Regions from separate parts of the Drosophila melanogaster genome. Here region 2 is linked to region 1. A link is a contact called in public HiChIP or PLAC-seq data. All regions are on one chromosome and are shown on one strand. Each heading gives the region's core, a stretch centred on a gene start, on an enhancer-like site or on the middle of the called end of the contact. The rest is flanking DNA. Distances are from core to core; before and after follow the strand shown. Region 1 holds the start of CG6428. Region 2 holds the start of Cmtr1 (Cap methyltransferase 1).

What was found. HiChIP or PLAC-seq counts read pairs in DNA pulled down with a chosen protein or histone mark.
Region 2: an H3K27ac HiChIP or PLAC-seq map of the Kc167 cell line shows a contact between it and region 1, with 4 times the contacts expected there. The contact joins the promoter of Cmtr1 here to the promoter of CG6428 in region 1. A contact is called at or near these places in 15 of 107 Hi-C or Micro-C datasets (the D17-c3 cell line, the Kc167 cell line, the ML-DmBG3-c2 cell line and 5 more) and 4 of 6 datasets of contacts at active chromatin or transcription factors (the Kc167 cell line and the S2 cell line).

The regions. Positions count from the first base shown.
Region 1 is chrX:3,967,018-3,970,175 of dm6, forward strand. It overlaps CG6428, which reads right to left and starts at 1,638. Exons shown (of 4, transcript NM_130732.2): 1 at 1,013-1,638; 2 at 380-615; 3 at 1-320. The coding sequence starts at 1,220. CG6414 reads right to left here. Exons shown (of 4, transcript NM_001316636.1): 2 at 2,713-3,060; 3 at 2,334-2,626; 4 at 1,771-2,272. The coding sequence ends at 2,065. It also overlaps asRNA:CR45481.
Region 2 is chrX:4,099,370-4,102,463 of dm6, forward strand. It overlaps Cmtr1 (Cap methyltransferase 1), which reads right to left and starts at 1,662. Exons shown (of 2, transcript NM_001297922.1): 1 at 624-1,662; 2 at 1-522. The coding sequence starts at 1,272. CG15375 reads left to right here and starts at 1,949. Exons shown (of 3, transcript NM_131921.3): 1 at 1,949-2,341; 2 at 2,418-2,724. The coding sequence starts at 2,039.

The DNA of each region.
Region 1 (3,158 bases), core at 388-2,887:
ATCCTGGCCAGTGGTGGAACATTCGGTGAGTCGAACGCGTCTAAGGCATTCGAACTGACCTTCACCGTCCGATTGCCGCGCATCAACTTATGGCCAAAGAAGATGCAAACCTCCGGAATGATGTAGTTACCGGCTATGATCAAGGCTGACGTAAAATTGTCCTTGCCATCGGTTCGCGTCTCAAAGATGGGTATTTGGGAGCCCGTGATGATCACCGTCTTGCCCAAATTTTCCAACATGAAAGACAATGCAGATGCGGTGTAGGAAAGCGTGTCGGTGCCATGGAGCACCACAAAGCCATCGAAGAACTCGTACGATTGCTAGACAATAATTTGGAAAGGATTAATATTACCTTTCATATATATATATATGTATGTACCTGAATATCGCTGGCGATTCGCGCCCAATCGTTCATCGTCATATTGCTGCTGTCCAGCAGCGGTGTATATTCCGAGATCTGGTAGATAACCCGGCGATCTACGCCCTGCACAATGGGCAGCACCAGTGGAGCCATCGATGCAGATGCTCCAAAGCGGCGCAGCGCGTACTCCTCATCGTGGATGTTTGGATATTTGCGGATGCTGCGCACCAGGGCATTGGGAATGGGAGCTAACACTGCGATAATTATAGAATATTAATATTGATAGTCACAAACTCCGTGACAAATTAGTTTCCTAATCAAGATGATGATTTATGGTCACGCTTCGTGTGTCAAATGTTTACTAAAATACCTAATTAGACCACTCAATAAATAGCAAGCAAATAGTCAATATTTAAATAGAAGCATCAACAATCTGTTGACTGCCAATTGATTTGTTTTGTTTACATTCATACCAACAATTTCAACTTTCATACATATTATTCGAATAAAATGTTTTCAAGTGCATTGCTCTTATCATATCTGGCCATTTTCTAAGACTCCCCTTGTTAGTAAAAGTGGGATCTTATCTACATGGACAGATTCGGGCAATCCCAATGAATCCTCGTATTCGTGACATTCTGGGCTGCTTACCATTCCGCTCGTTGCGCACCATGCCGATGGTGCCGCCAGTGTAGATGACCTTCACCCGGGCCTCTTTGACATCCTGGGCCATGAGTTTTCCATCACTTTTATTCCTGCGGATCGTGGGACTCGGCAGAGTGGGCGATGCCGGCGGCATGCTTTTGTCCAGCGAGGCCAGCCTCTCGTGACCATTGGTCTTCAGGACGGGAATATCCATAATATAGAGTAAAGAGTATAGAGGATGATGGACTGCGGAGCGCCGGTTGCGAAGCTGTGTGCCTTATCACTGGCTGCTCAGATGGTGTCGTTCCGACGCGTAAACAGCAAATCCATTAACAGCCCGTGCCGTTGATGATTATTTGGCCAACTCGTTATCGTGCTAATCCGGATCGGATCCGAAGTAGTGAAATAATAATTCGCGGGGGGACGCCGAGATAGCACGTGGTATTGGGACTCTATCGCAGAGGAAATTGAAACGAAAAGCCCAAATCACGGCGGCGCAATCACTTATATATAGATAACCGCACCAGACTTTGGCCCACGACGTACATGACTAATCTAATGAAATTCAAATGAAATTCCGCTGATTGCAATATTTTGGTCATAAATAAACACCCAATCAGCTGTGCGACTATCGATAGTTCGCAGTGCCATAATATCAATTCCAATTAGACTTTATTTTGTCTAACTTATAACAAAATTCTTTTTATTTTTCTAGCCTTTCTAAAACTTTTCTATATATATATATATATATATATATTTTTTTTATTGCCAAAGCTCTATTATTTTCTCAATTGTTTTGTTTACACATACTTAACTTTTTACGTCGATGCGGCAACGCTGAGCCATCAGTGCCAAAATACCCAACACTGGTTAACTGCTCAATACCACAGGTCTGGCAGCGCAAAAGCTTGTGCCCGTCTGGCAGCTCCAAAATCCCGTTAAGTTGGCGGCAAATGCGCAAAAAATTTAAGTACAGTAAAATTTATAATTTGTGGTGAAATACAACAATTGAATGAGACAAAATGTGAATTGAATTTGAACAACGACTTGATGGACGACTACAGCTCGTTGTGGGCGTGACTGGCGGGCAAATGGGGCTGCAGGTCCCGCCAAAAGTCGACCCGGTGCTGCATAAGCTCGTTTTCAAGTCGAAAAATGGATGCGGAGTCCTCCATTTTGGTGCCCAGTCGAGCGAATTCCACTGGATAACTAGAGGCGGGACTCCAGTTCGGCAGATGAAAGCTAACATTCGTGGGATTTGGATTGCTGTGGAGAAATTATCATTAGTTTCGATTAAAAAAAAGAGTTATATTTAAATGGCATATACCCGGTCTTCGCAAAGCTAACCCACAGATGGAGCATTAATTCGCGGAGTTCCAGATCCTTTTGCGTCGGCACCGCACTCACAAATAACTCCCGGCCAATGGGGAACAAGTACTGGAGCTCCTCGGCATGGCACGCTCCATAGAACTCGTTTCGGCCGCCCTTGAAAATCTCCGTAAAACTGGCAGCTCCCTTGTGATCGAATAGGTATACATAGGTGGGGGCCACGTCCTCTTGGGACATGCGGAGGCGCAAGTACTCATCGATTCCGGCCACAAACCATCCATCCGAGATCAGCTAAAATGGAGTAAGGAGTTTGTACACAGATGCTGATTGGATTAATGAACTCTTAATTCATCTAGATTGGCGATCCGTCCACTCACGTCGGTCAGGTTCTGGTGGTTGGCCTTGTCGTAATCGTGGCCCGACTTGAAGTAGAAGCTTTCGATGCGCTGCGTAATCGTTTGCCGCACGGAATCGTCATGATGATCGTAGTTGAGCACGACGGGCAGGACCTGCTCAAACTGAGACTTAAACTCGGCCAACAGCTGGGGAAGATTGAGCAGGGCGGCGGTCTTCAGGAGACCTTCCTCGGCGGTGGCGCCCACCATGAGTGGAAGTTGCAGTCCATGTGGCTTGGCCGCCTGGCGAGGTGCCACTGTGAGGAAGGCGCCATCGTGCTCCGGTTCGACCACGGGCGGAAATGGTATCATCGGATCAAAGTCCCAGACCTGCAATACAAAAGAAAGCTAAAGGTAAAGCTTGACCTTCCCTTCACCATATTTGTTTAATAACAGCTGCATTGTACTCATTTTTGGTCAATACCAGC
Region 2 (3,094 bases), core at 412-2,911, 130 kb after region 1:
CCGCCGTCTCCGCATCCGAACGTTTGTACTTGCAGACCAGGTAGCGCTCCGAATTTGCCGGACGGCTGCTGTTTGGCTTGATGATGGCAATCTGTTGGAAGCACTTGTACATCAGATAGACCAGGCCCACACTGAACGGTGTGAACAGGTCAAACACCTTGCAAACGAAGCTGCCGTTCGGCCGCAGTATCTTCAGGGCGGTAAGGAACTGACAGAGGTACAGTTGCTTGGACAGGATCTCCTGGATATTCTTCTGACCTTCCACCGAAAAGCCACCGTCGGCCATGGCAAAGTGAACGCCCTGGGGCGTATGCATGCGGATATACTCGTTCAGCGAGTCCTGGTTGCTTTCATCGAATATGTTGCCATCTTCCTTTACGCCGTAGAACGTGTCAAAGGACTCCGGCGAGGCAGCAAAGAACTTTTCCAGCTTAAAGTCGTTAGCGCCACGAAGTGTGAAGCCGAATCCTTTGGCCTCCCACGATTTGCGGTACAGCACGTACTCGGAGAAGCCGCCAGGACCTGTGCAACAACAGAAAGGAGATCAAGGTTATTACGTCTAAAGCGAGTTTATTGAGAACGATCGAGATTTGGAAAGCAAAAGCGAAACGCAATGTATTCACCTGCACACATGTCCGTGAAATAGAGAAGCTCATCGGGAGCCACCAGGGTCTGGCCAGCGGGATCGCGGGGATTGGTGAACATGAAGTTGCACATGGAGTCGATGTTGGCCATCTTGACGGCGGCGCGGTTGAGAAAGATGGAGCTGCGGATCGTCTCAAACGGATTACATCGGGATCTTGCCCGTCGTTTCTCGTTGTCGTTGAGATCATCGAATACAGTTTTGGCATTGAGGATGTGATGCAGGATGGCCGGATCGCAGTAGCGTGTCTCCCCGTCGAGGGTCAGCTTCTTCTCACCGGTGACCAAATGACCCATCAGCTGATCAAGACTGTATGCGTCCGCACGGCTGCCAGGATTGTGGAGCCAAAGCACCGGTTCGGGTATCTCGAGCTCCTCGCAGGCAGGATCCCACTGGCCAGCCGACGATTGGACAGTGTCCAGTTTGAGGCCGAAGCCACGGCGACCATCCTGCTGAACGGCGATGATGGGCTCCAGGCGACCCTGGTTGCTCTTTCCCAAACCCTTGTCATTCTCGTAGCCCATCTTCTTCATCATCTCCATGGCCTTGTTTGAGTAGCTCTTCACCCATTCCCGCTTGATCTTCTTGGGCGTGGGCTCCGAGTTCTCATCGTCCGAAGGTTCGTCCATCTTGAAGGCCGCGATGGAATCTGATCTATGCTCTGGAATTGTAGGCGGCGCGATGCTCGAGTTTGTGCAGCGTATTAATTGATTATATACAATAACAATTAAATCAGCTGGATGGATTTATAAATTAATGGGACTTTTCTTTCTGTGGCGATTTTTGTGTTTACAAAGATATGTGAGCGACTGTTTGGAATTGTTGTGCACAGGCTGTTTATTACACTAGATCAGTGTTATTGTAGTCCGTTCCCGCACCCGGATCGGGCATCTAGATGGCTAGGCCGCGTTCCGAAAACTGTTTGTCAAGCGTGATTCAGATTTAAGCACATTTAGAATAACTTTTAGGTCTAATTTTCAGCTGCAGCTGATTCGATAGGTGGTGCGATAAGTCCAGACAAATAACGCTTCGTGTTATCGATAACACGTAGTTCTTTTGAACCTACGCCGTATGGCGATAAATACCGTAGCAAAAACGTGGTTAAATATACTACAAATATATTCTCCGCGGGAAATTCAAAGTTTACTTTATACGTTCGAAATTATTATTTACTATAGCTATAGCTTTTATTGCCACTGAAACTTTTTTTTAAAGGTTGTCACTTTCTGTCTAGTTCGAGCATACCACACTTGGTCTAGAACTAGATCTCCACAGGGTAGTCACCCATTTCTGTCATTAGCTCGTTATTAGCTGTCATATCTCAGTCCAATTCACAAGGTGTGCTAAAATTCCTGGTCTGAAAATCCAGATTGAATATTATTATATACTACCAAAATGGAAGAACAGAATGTTGACGAAACGAAAACCAATCCGCTGTCGCGAAAACTAAAGTTCTCCGGTATTTGTAAGCTAACCGATGAGGAACTGTCGCATCTCTACAAGCTCGACGAGCTGACAGACGAGGAGCTGGCTTCCGTGGACCTGAAGAGAAGCTCCTTGATCGATGACTATCGTCTTCTGCACGAGGTTTCGATGATGAGGCAAATGGAGAACGAAGCCGCAAAGCCCCCAAATCCCCCAGAACCCCCAAAGCCCCCAAATCCCCCAGAACGCCCTAAAGCCCGTAAGCTTCTTCATGTGGGATTTGTACGAAAAGCTAGAGCATTGGGTTTACATACCCAAGAAGGTATATAAATTTAATTTGCTTAACAAGTTCGTCAAGGTCATGAGTTTCGAGGAGGAGCCTGGGACCATCTTCACCGAGGAGCAGTTGCGGCTCGATTCGAACTACATGGAGCTAAACAGCGATATATTCCGCCTGGAGTCCTTCTACAATTACCTGGACAGCATGTACGTCAGCGGCAATTCCAATAGAGCAATCGATTTGGTGATGTTTGGCATCCACCGTTTGAACATCAACATTCTGATGAATATCCATAAGTTCCATACGCCAAAGAAAGCACATCAGCTCCCGGTGCATTATGATTGTAACAAATTTCAAATAAAACTTTGCATTCCCAGTTCAATTTGTTGTTTAATTATTAATTATAACTGTAACTTTACTTCTTGCTTATAACTAAACTTTACTGCCAAATTCTAAATTTTTTGCCAAATTTTCGCATTTTTGAAACCATCATGAAAATGTAAAAAATGGTCTAAACTTAATGGCCTGTAGCCAAGGTACCGCCTTATATACCCTCGCGGAACGCCTCCAACCCGGGATTTCACCACCGATTTTTCCGGAGCACCCGGACATATCGCTATGTTACAATCAGTGTTGCTAGCAACTATCTTCCAGATACAATTGCGGGTGCTGGCGCCCTTACAACCGCGTAGGTTGAGAAAAGGAAATCACAATAGCCTTTAGTAGCTGTTGAATTAGTCTTCCAG